Linked DNA regions of Pan troglodytes: region 2 is linked to region 1. The links are chromatin contacts, called in public Hi-C maps. All regions are on one chromosome and are shown on one strand. Each heading gives the region's core, a stretch centred on a gene start, on an enhancer-like site or on the middle of the called end of the contact. The rest is flanking DNA. Distances are from core to core; before and after follow the strand shown. Region 1 holds the start of SOX1 (SRY-box transcription factor 1). Region 2 has its middle 17 kb from the start of TUBGCP3.

The links. Hi-C and Micro-C count contacts between places; a contact is called where the count stands out from the background.
Region 2: a Hi-C map of stem cell-derived neural progenitor cells shows a contact between it and region 1, with 4 times the contacts expected there. The contact joins the enhancer-like site here to the promoter of SOX1 in region 1. A contact is called at or near these places in 1 of 7 Hi-C or Micro-C datasets (stem cell-derived neural progenitor cells) and 1 of 1 datasets of contacts at active chromatin or transcription factors (stem cell-derived excitatory neurons).

The regions. Positions count from the first base shown.
Region 1 is chr14:117,699,936-117,705,628 of NHGRI_mPanTro3-v2.0_pri, reverse strand. It overlaps SOX1 (SRY-box transcription factor 1), which reads right to left and starts at 3,306. Exons shown (of 1, transcript XM_016925566.3): 1 at 1-3,306. The coding sequence starts at 2,551. The coding sequence ends at 1,382. All of the region lies in intron 2 of LOC107967993, which reads right to left.
Region 2 is chr14:118,216,962-118,222,456 of NHGRI_mPanTro3-v2.0_pri, reverse strand. No RefSeq gene overlaps it. Among named protein-coding and RNA genes, the nearest start is that of TUBGCP3, 17 kb to the right of the region's middle. Within about 2 kb of position 1,451, at least 18 of the 24 cell types and tissues checked have an H3K27ac peak or open chromatin away from gene starts, as enhancers often do. A contact at or near this core is called in stem cell-derived excitatory neurons and stem cell-derived neural progenitor cells, where this site is marked.

The DNA.
Region 1 (5,693 bases), core at 2,057-4,556:
AATTATTTTGCCCGTTTTCCCAAGAGAAAGAAGCCAGGGGGAGGGGCAGAGGATGGACGGAGGGGGCTCGGCTGCAGTACGTTTTGGTTCAGCGATTGTGTTTCCTTGAAACACATTTAGATAAATTCTGCTCGAAATCTTAATTGCTGGGGAATTGGGAAACCCGTGACCTGCCCTGGTCTTTGTCCTTCATCCATGGCCTGGTCCAGGGTCCCACCACTGGGGTCTTCCCTTCCTCCTCCCTCCTCTGGACCAAACTGTGGCGCAGACCCCCAGCCAGGTGGAAGGCGCCCCGCTTGCAGCAAGGTAACGCGCAGCAGCCCCAGCCGTCCGCAGTGAAACAGCCGGAGCAGAAGATACTTTTATTTCTCGGCCCGTATTAACACTCAGCTCTACAAAATAACCTATAGGTTTTAACTTCCTTCTCTTTCATTGAAAAAGGTTCCTTGAAAATCCTGTCCTCCCATTCCCCGGGGTTCCCTTACTTTTAGTTCATACAGATAATTTCCCTGTCAGATTTCCTCATTGCATTTTGAACTCATAAAACATGCACATAAAAATAGCATGTTACAAATTTATGGAGAAAATGGGCTCTGTCTCTTAAATTTGTTGACTCGAAACATTTTGGGTGGGGGGTCTTTTTTCGTTTTTAGAAGAAAGGCTTTTTAGGAAACTATGTACATAATCTGACTTCTCCTCCCCGCATTGCAACGCCGAAAATAAAATTTTTCACAATGCATTTACAAGAAATAATACAAAACCAAAAAAAAAATGGAAATGCTCAGATACAGAAAGTTTTACAAAACCCAGAATATAACTCCGCCGTCTGAAGGAGGGGGTGGTGGTGGTAATCTCTGTATAAATTAACAAACCAACCCAAAAGAGCGGTAACAACTACAAAAAACTTGTAAGTGCTTGGACCTGCCTTACTACATTTATAACGAATGCGACGAGCTCCGCGTCACTTGGGCTCCGGCGGTCGGCGCCGTCCGGAAGCAACGCGGGGGAAAGTGAGCGCGCCGGCCGGTATACAAAAGTGGGCTTCGCCTCTCGCCTCGTTTTGACTTTTTTGTCCCCTCGAGCAAAGAAAACGCTTTCCGCCTCCTCCGTAGGTGATAAATACTGTACAAAAAGTCTCAAGAAAACACCGAAGTTCAGTCTAAAACCCAAGTCTGGTGTCAGCGCCCGGCGGTCGCCAGGGTCTCCGGGGAAGGTGAGTGGGGGACACGCGTCACCCGGCGTTCGTCTCCAGTATTTTCCTTTTGACAAGAATGTGGGAACGTCTGTACAAAAGCCAGGCCGTGCCGGGGCGGGGTGGGAGCCGGGCGCGGGCCGCGAGCTCCTGGGTCGCCGCCGCAGAGTCCCCGGCGTCCCGAAGGCGCTAGATGTGCGTCAGGGGCACCGTGCCGTTCACGCCCGCGCCCGCGCCCTGGTAGTGCTGCGGCAGCGAGTGCAGCCGGCTCTGCGCCGCGGCCGCTGCTGCCGCCGCCGGGTCGCCCCCCTCGCCGGCGGGCAAGTACATGCTGATCATCTCGCGCAGGTCCCCGGGGCACGGCGCCCGCGAGTGCGCTGGGGCGGGCGGGCTGCCGCTCGGCTCCGACTTCACCAGAGAGCCCAGCGCGCCCAGGGCGCCAGACGACGCGGCCGCCGCCGCCGCCGCCGCCGCCACGGCCGAGTTCTGGTGCGCGCCGCCCGCAGCGGCGGCGGCAGCGGCCGCGGCGCCGTAGGGGAGGCCGCCGTAGCCCGAGGGCGACGCGCTCATGTAGCCCTGCGAGTTGGAGATGGGACTGTACTGCAGCGCGCCCATGTCGTAGCGGTGCATGGGCTGCGGGTTGTGCGGGTGCGCGTGCGGGTGGTGCGGGTGCGGGTGCGCGGGGTGCGCGTGCGGGTGCGCGCCGCCCGCGCCCGGGTGCTGCCCGTAGGCCAGCTGCGCCTCCTGCATCATGGCCGCGGCCGCCGCCGCCGCCGCCACCGAGCCGGGGTAGGCGCCGTTGGCCCAGCCGTTGACGTGCGCGTAGCCGCCGCCCGCCGCGCCGCCTGGGCTCTCCAGGCGCTGGCCCACGGCCGCCGCGCCCACGCCCACGCCCACGCCCATGGCCACAGCCGCGCCGCCGCCACCCGCGCCGGCCGCCAGGAGCCCGCCGGCCAGCGAGTACTTGTCCTTCTTGAGCAGCGTCTTGGTCTTGCGGCGCGGCCGGTACTTGTAATCCGGGTGCTCCTTCATGTGCAGCGCGCGCAGCCGCTTGGCCTCGTCGATGAACGGCCGCTTCTCGGCCTCGGACATGACCTTCCATTCGGCCCCCAGGCGCTTGCTGATCTCGGAGTTGTGCATCTTGGGGTTCTCTTGGGCCATCTTGCGCCGCTGCCCGCGGGACCACACCATGAAGGCGTTCATGGGCCGCTTGACCCGGTCCTGGTTGGCCTTGGCGCCCCCGCCGCCGCCCCCGCCTCCGCCCCCGCCGCCGCCCGCCCCGGCGGGGCCCGAGAGGTTCGTGGGGGCCTGGGCGCCGCCGGGCGAGTGCAGGTCGGTCTCCATCATCATGCTGTACATCGGGGCGGCTGGCGGGTTCACCGGCACCGCGAGGAGAGGGCCTGGAGCATAGACGGCCGGGGTGGGAGGGAGACGGAGAGGAATTCAGACGGAGTGAGACGGGGGCGGGGGGGTCCTAGCGGAGAGAAGAATGGGGAGGGGTGGAGGCAACGACAACAAAAAGAGGCAGAAACACACGCACTCGGCGCCGGTTCGGCTCGTAGGTGGAAAGTTTCTCCTGATGCACAAACCACTTGCCAAAGAGGCCGACGGTCGGGGTCGCCGTCTTCGCCGCCACCGCAGCCCAGGCGCCCTCGGCGGAGCGGTGCAAACAGGTGCAGTCGTGGCCAAGTTGCAGCTCCGCTTTTGGGGCCGGGAGCGGTGCGCTGGGCCCGGCCCGGGGTGTGCTGTCTCCTCGCCGGCCGCCGCTGCGCGCTGTCTCCTTCCTCCTGCGCTCGGTCCTCAGCGGCCTCCAACTCGGAGGCTGCAACTTCTAGCAGGGCGGCGCGCCGCGTGCGCTGGGCATGTGCTGGTCCCAGGTGCCCGGGGGAAGCCAGGCGCCAGTGGTTGGGGGGAGGCGCAGGGGGGCCTGGAGGGGGCGATTACGGTGCAGCCAGGGAGGGGCCCGGGGACAGCGGAAGGAGCGCGGGCTCGCGGAGAGGGCCGGAGAGCCGGGGCCGCCGAGCCCGGGATAGGCTGCCCGCTGCCTGCCCGGGGCCGTGCGCTCGGAGCGGAGGCGCACGCGGGGCCGGCGGCGCGCGGGGCCCAGCAGCCATACGCCGGGCCCGGGCTGCCGTTAAATGAGCGCGCCGCGGCCAATGGGAGCCGGCGGCGGCGGTGATTTGCATGGCGCGCTGGCGAGTGACGTGGGGAGGGAGTAGATACACTGGGCGCGGGCGGCGGAGCGGGGAGGAGGGGAGGAAGGAGGGGGAGCAAAGCAGGAAGGAGGGGGGAGGAGGCCCGGGAGGGGGTGACAGCCACACCGCTTCCTGAGCGCGCGCGCGCGCGGCGGCGGCGGCGGCGAACCCCGAGCTCGCCCTCCTCGCTGCTCCCCGCCCGCGCGTTCCGAATGATTAACGATTGGGTTGAAAAGCGAAGACTAAGAAAGGATCTCGTGGGGTGGGGGGAGGAAACGCAGCCCCTGGCCAGGTTTAAACGGGCGCAGTGGAGACCCAGCTCCTCCTCTGCCCCCGCCGGCCAACTCTGTGCCTGCAGGGAAGGGGAAAGTTGAGTGCGGGGCTGGCACGTCGCCCTCAGTTCCCCCGAGTGCTGAAAAGGAGGGGCGCTCCCTTGGACGCAGGGGATACCCTCCGAGGGCCCCTGCAGGTTCTCTGCAAGGATCAGGCGGCTCAGCCATCCCCCGCCCCGCATCCATTCTCGGCCGCGGCGTGCACTGAAGTTCGCTAGTGCCCGCTCTTGCAGCGAAGGCCTTCACAGTCCAGGCCCCACAATTCGGGTAAAGGGGGAGTATTTGTGTGGGCATGGCTCCATAGCTTCGTTTAGTATCAGCCCTAAACTTTTGTGGGGAGGAGTCTTTCAATGAGCCCGGGGCCATAGTCACGCACTCTTCCCAACCCGGATCTTCTTCCTCTGGAAAAGGAATTTCTAGGAAGGCCAAACACGACAAGATCTATCTGGAATCTAGTTCCTGAACAACCGTTGAAAAAGTTTGTTGAATCGCAAAATAATGATATGGCGCACGCTTTTCTGGAGTGAATTTCCCACGAGCTGGTTGGCTAAGAACGGAGAAAACTGCGTGAACTGCGCGGGGCCACATAAACCGAATGAAAGGCGGGGCCTCAGGACGGGTCTCTGCCGCCGGTCTGCGTCATGCAAAGGAAAGGCCGGGCTCGTGGAAAGAGTAAGGCATTCACCTGTGGTTATCATTCTTAAACCTCAAAGTGGCTTTGATTTGGGAACGCGAAAGAGATTTTCAAACCCAGTCTCAAGTAGCATAGCGCTCACACTACCGTTTCCACCAGACTGATCTGAAAGTGGTCCAAAGACGACTTTTGAGCCCAAGTATTCCTCCTCTGTCCTCCCCGAGGCACCCTGAGATGAGAGTGCTTGTGGAGATTGGTAGTGGGTAAAGTAGAACCTTCACCGCATGTCACATGTCTGCCTGTCTTGTAGTAGGAATATTCAGTAAAGATGATAACGGTAATAGGAGTAATAGGATGTTTGAGTCTGTTGGGCAGCGAACACGTGACACCTTTTTTTTCCTCTTAAAAAAACTTCTGAGGTTATGAATTTCTTGACCCTGTTGCTTGTCCAAGGTAAAAGAATAATGCTTTATTTCCTCTCAATTGCTATGATTATTACTGTAGGGTTTGTTTTATTATTGCAGGGTTGCTACAGTGTGAAGTGCAACAGCAAATTGATCTCTCTGCAGATTAAACTGCTTTCATTCCAGGCCATTCAGCATTTACTAGTAAATCCATCAAGTAATATATAATTATATTAGAAAGGGAACATCATTTTATATTTATTTTTTCACTAAATATCTAGGTTATAAACTGGGCTTCCAACTACCTTCTTATTTCACCAGTCGAGTTTGTTAAATCTTTTGATTTGTTACATGCACTACCTACAAATATCAGTTACATTGTGAATGAACAAAAAAGGAGCAATAATATTGTTTGGGAATGCTATAGCCCCATTTTTTTCTTTGATAATTTAGGAGGCAATGGGTGTGCAGTGAGATCCAGTGTGTTATGGAAAGTCAGCAAGACTGAAATAAAGGAAATGGTTTACAAATTATAAACTATATTATCCACTTAGCAGTTGAAAGATTTCTTTCCTCTGCTTTTCAATTTAGAGTTTAAACTAAATAGCTTAAGACTCCCTGAAAATGCTTTGTATGAATCAGGCTTGGCACATTATTTTCCATATCAATGGAGCAATTTATTTTATAAACACCCTGCACTCCAGTGTGCTTTGCAGGAATGCTTTATGCTTTGGGGAACTTGGATAGCTGACTTTGAAATGGTCTACTTTTTTTCTACCATAGTCCCGAAAATTGTTTCCAAATACGACGTTACCCTTGTTTTTCAGAGCATCTAAATAGGAGGAAAATGGTTTAGCATCCTGTGAGCTCACACTAGTGCTCAACGTTCAGGGTGCTCTCCATAAGCCCTCTTCAGTGACGAGATGTTCCCTAGGC
Region 2 (5,495 bases), core at 202-2,701, 520 kb before region 1:
GCAATATTTGCTTGTATCCTGCACACTTTTAATATTATGCCAAGATTCTTGATCCTATTTAAGTTTCTGATTTTTAACAGACAGTAGCTTTGTTTAGGTTCAGTGTATAGGACCTGGCCTATTTTTGTGAACTGTAATTCCAGTAACAATTTGGTTTTCAGAGCCTTGCAAGGCTAATCTGGTCTAGTTCAGATTTCAGCAAGGTGCAATTTTTTAATAAGCATCTACTCATTTCGTAATTAGAAAAATAAAAACTCACTGTACACATGCATCTTATATACAACATGTTAGTATGGATGACACCAGGGCCAAGTGAATACCAGAGTCAAGAACCAAGAGTCAAGGCCATAGGAGAAGAAACAAGTCATACAGTTCAGGGGTGACAGTGGCAGGCAGGACTATCTGACATTCCCAGGTAGCAATAGTTTGTGGGCATGAGGCCTCTGTGCACACTGGGTTATATAACACATGCTTATTTCAAAGGCACCATCTAGCATCTGAGAGGTGTTTGCCTAGAGGCCAGCCTTGGATTCAAATTTAGGACTTGTGGCTCTGAAGCCACAATGTTACTGGTTGCAAAGTAAGATACAAGATAAAACAATCTTAATTAATTAATTTTACACTTTTAAAAAACAGCTACTAGAAATTTTACTTTATACCCGTGAAACTCATTTGTGATGCACAGGGTTTCTTGTGCTGTGGAGATGAGACCATCTCTGTTTGCCGAATCAATAAATCTCTACAGCCGGAGCTTTATTAAGTACTACTATTGAAATAATTGGATAAATTTAGATTCTCTATTTTCCCATTCATCTTGGATTAGTTTTAATATATAAAATAATGCAATCCTGACATATGTATAATGCTAAATTAAGGTTCATTTAAAAACAGACTCAGTATGCTAAAGTGAATCTCTCTATTGATCTTATTCATGTAATCTTGAAAAAGTTCATTTATTGAAATCTACAAATAAAAATTCCATACCCTCTTTTACTGCTGCCATTTTTAGATGCCTGCCAGGTATTTTTTAAACCTCTCAAAATCCTGCAAGTGAAATCTACTTTGAGGATTGGAACACGGAAGTCCAAAGCAGTATCTCGCTCGGAGTCGTCTCTGGCACTGGGATTTCACCAGGACTTTCTGAAGGGCTTTGCAGGGCACCTTGCAGCCTCCAACGTTCTCTTGCTCGTGCAGGGTGGAACGAGCTCGTCCGCATTCTGAAAACCGCCTTTTTCAGTCAGGCAAAGATTGTGGGCCACGATCAAATAGACTCATTTGTGGAACTAGGAGAACCCTCCTGATGATCTGACAGTTATTCTTAGATTCAGTCTCTGAGATCGGTTGCGATTCCCGCTGGACGGCAGGGGGCAGCACCAGGCCGCCTCAGGGCCGGACCCGCGCGGGCGGTGCCGCCGCTTCCCCTCAGGCTGCCGGTGTGGGTGGGGCAGCCCGTGGCCTGGGCGGAGTCGGGAAGGGCCTGGCGGGCGAGAGCCTCAGACGGAGGGAAGGAGAGGGCGCCTTTCCGCGCTTCTGTTTCCCTGGAGGAGGGAAAGAAGTTGAGAAAATTCAGAGCCAAATGTAGATTTTCTCAAGTGCCTCATTCCACACAGCGATCTTGCTGGTAACCGGGAGTGCGTTTCTTCTGCATCCGATGTTCAAATGCTGTCTTCCAAAATGTTTCTGACCGTGGCAGGAATTTCAAACGAAATCCTAGGAGCTAGATGAAGAGTTACAGACAATCGCGAATTTCCAGGCAACACGCCAGGGATTTGGGGAAGAGAACAGTAAAACGTAACAGAAATAGCAGCTTCCTGACACGGCGGAAGTCATCTGGTGAAGATTTTTTATACATTTTATATCGACTTTTTAATCTCCTAATTTATTAGTAAAGTGTTGACCTAAGAAGTAAGAATGCATTTTGTAGCTCATCATTGTTTAAATAGAGGCTTTGAAATTCAGTCCCTCTTGGTGATTGTAGCCGCCATTAGAAAGTGGCTGCGGGAGGGGTCTGGCCTCTGCTCAGCCACTCACTGCTGTGTGATCTTGGGCAGAGCACTTGATGTCTCTGAGCCCGTCTCCTGAAGCCCAAAGCCAGGCTGTAATATCTGTGTCGGCTGTTCCGTGAGGAAAGATGCCTCATCTCTAGCTCTTCCTCAAGGCTATGAATATAATCAAAGGCGGATGCTCAGGGCTGTGAATAAGAGTTCAGTGAGGCAGCGTTTTATCCAGTGCATTCCTCTTCCCAGGCATCTGTGACATCGTCTTACCGACCAGCTGCCCCACTCTGGGACATTTCCATCGCTTTGCAGTGGCCGCACTGACAGTCGACAGCTGCGCCAGGACTTAAGGCTCCAGCCTGGTCCCCTCCTTGCTTCCCAGCACTGCCTGGTCAAATGGTGGAGGACAGAGTGGAGGCAGAAGACGGAGGCGCAGCCGACACGTGGACTAAGGGCTCTCCAGGCATTCCGACTTCTGAAGAGGTGGCTGACAGCCTGAGCTCCATGGAAAGGTTGGGATAAAGAGCCTGTGTGATTGTCTACTCCAAATTCATGACTTTACAGATGGGCTTCAGCCAATGGTTTGGGTCCCAAGCTGTTGTTATTATTATTATTATTATCATTATCATTTAAGACAGTCTCGCTCTGTCACCCAGGCTGGAGTGCAGTGGTGCGATCTTGGCTCACTGCAGCCTCCGCCTCCCGGGTTCAAGTGATTCTCCTGCCTCAGCCTCCTGAGTAGCTGGGATTACAGGTGCCTGCCACCAGGCCCGGCTAATTTTTTTTTATTTTTAGTAGAAACGGGGTTTCACCATGTTGGCTAGGCTGGTCTCAAACTCCTGACCTTAAGTGATCTGCCCGCCTCGGCCTTCCAAAGTGCTGGGATTACAGGCATAAGCCACCGTGCCCGGCCCCAAGCTGCTTTTAGAATGGCTTTTACTTTCTTATATGTAATAGTGAAGAATTTAAAAATGTAAAGACAAGCCAGATGTCATGTTTGAAGAGGGAAATTAATCCCATAAAGAGCAGCACATCCATGTGATGGGGTATTAGGAGGCCCTTAATAGCCAAGGGTTAGCCTTTTTGATGACATAGAAAAATATGAGATATGATATTGAGTGAAAAGGGAGGTTATAAAATATCATGTGTAGTGCAATCACAAGTGTATGCACACACGCGGTGGAGAGAGACTGGGCGGACAGCACTAACCCATTACCAGGGCTGTCTCCTGACTTTTATCCTTTAGGTATTTTTTGTGGTTTCCAAATTTTTCAATGCACATTTATTAGGAGCAGGAAAAAACTTATTTTTGCCAATGAAATAAAAATAAATTTGGGCCAGGCATGGTAGCTCACTTCTGTAATTACAGCACTTTGGGAGTCTGAGGTGGGTGGGTTGCTTGAGCCCAGGAGTTCAAGACCAGTCTAGGCAACATGTCAAGACCTCATCTCTACAAAAAATTAAAACATGCGCTGGGTATGGTGGCATATGCCTGTAGTCCCAGCTACTCAGGAGGCTGAGGTGGGAGGATTACTCGAGTCTGGGAGGTCAATGCTGCAGTGAGCTGTGATGACACCAGTGCACTCCAGCCTGGATGACAGAGTGAGACCCTGTCTCAACAACAAAACAATCAAGTGTGTTGGTGAATATTTGAAGATAGTTTCTCAAACTAAAAGATACCCAAAGAAAACCTTGGAAATATAAAAATAATGCATGAATTGAAAACAAAAAGCCATAATACAAGACTCTAAAGATCTGGAATGAAACCTAATAAGAGACTGGTAGGTCAAATGAGAGCAAAGCATTTGAATTTGACTGGATTGTTTTCTCACTGGAAATAGTGATTCTATGAGTTCATCATTAACACATTTTTTGACTGGAAAACTGCTATAGGACCCCAGGGAGGACTACATTTGAACAGAGGAAGTGGGCAGTGTTAAGTCTCTGTTCTAGCTCTTGGTTCTAGAATAGGAGAGTTAAGAGCACCAATTTGGGATGAAGAAAGCAGAAAGCAATTATCGATATCAATCAAGAGAGCAGAACAGCCTCTCTCCCTCCATCCTCCCTCTGCCCTCTTCTCCCTTCCTCCTTCTCTGCTTTCCTTTCACTCTGTGTATGTTAGCTTTGGCCCCATTCCATAAGCCGAGATAAAAATGCTAGGCATGATAAATTTGTGACTGTTACTAACATTTAGGATTTTTTTTTTTGAGATGGAGTTTCACTCATGTTGCCCAGGCTGGGTGCCATGGTGCGATCTCGGCTCACTGCAACCTCTGCCTTCCGGGTTCAAGCAATTCTCCTGCCACAGCCTCGCAAGTAACTGGGACTACAGGCGCATGCCACCATGCCCGGCTAATTTCTTTTGTATTTTTAGTAGAGACAAGGTTTCACCGTGTTGGCCAGGATGGTCTCGATCTCCTGACCTTGTGATCTGCCCACCTCAGTCTCCCAAAGCACTGGGATTACAGGCGTGAGCCACCACACCTAGCACATTTAGGATCGTTATATGGAATTCTTCATATCTTCTAAGTTTTAAAAAAACAAAATCTACCAAATATTAGAGATTTAGTAGTTAAATAAAATCATTAGGAAAGAGCAAAGACTTGCCCAGTTTTAGGTGGAGTAAATTCTGGAACTTTTAATACAAAGATAGGCTGGGAAACTGCAAAGATAACTTCGTGGTTCTTCTTGTATGCAAATCTGTGATCATGGATGGAGAAGCCTGGAGGAGAATCGGAAGGCAAGGTCAAACTTTATCGGATGCGATCCATTTGGTTCTTTCAATAAGAATCCAAAATTGATAAAATACTACAGTTTGTGTCTCTTAGCTGAGAATGCAGGCGCGAGGAAGTAAAATGATTTCTTCTCATCAGTAGTAGAGCCACCCAACCCCAGTCTTCGGCCTCAAGCTCTTTCTGTGCTTTATTAAATCAGCTGCTTTTTAACAGAAAACCGACTTTGCACACCAGACTATAATGCAGGTCTTGCTTTGGGAATATTTACATGGTAATCTTATAGTCACATTATACACTAAATAAATGTGAGCTGGGCCATTGTGTAGAAATATAATTTGTGCAAAATAAAACCGTTAATGTGTAAAACACATGATGGGGGAGTTTCTTGGTTTTGAGTGTCTGCCTCAAATTATACAGACTCATCTGTAAATTCCAGCTGTATCTTTAAAAATACATTCAAGCTAACGTTCGGTAAAATGAACACTTAGCAGTGGCAGTGCATGGTTGGTCACTAGCCCACTCAATTGTTTTGTGAGGCAGATGAAATATAAAAATATGACAAAGAACAAATGTTTTCCTCTCCTATGCAGAGGTGAACTGAAGCCTGCTGCCGCCAGGGTAATTTATAACATATATTTATAGAAATAAATGGCCCGTCTGGGCATTCATGTGTTTCAAATCAATCATGGAGTACAATGCTCAGTGCCGAGGGAAAAGAGAGTTATTCAGAAGGTCTTTTGAGACCTCCTCTGACCACGGTGGT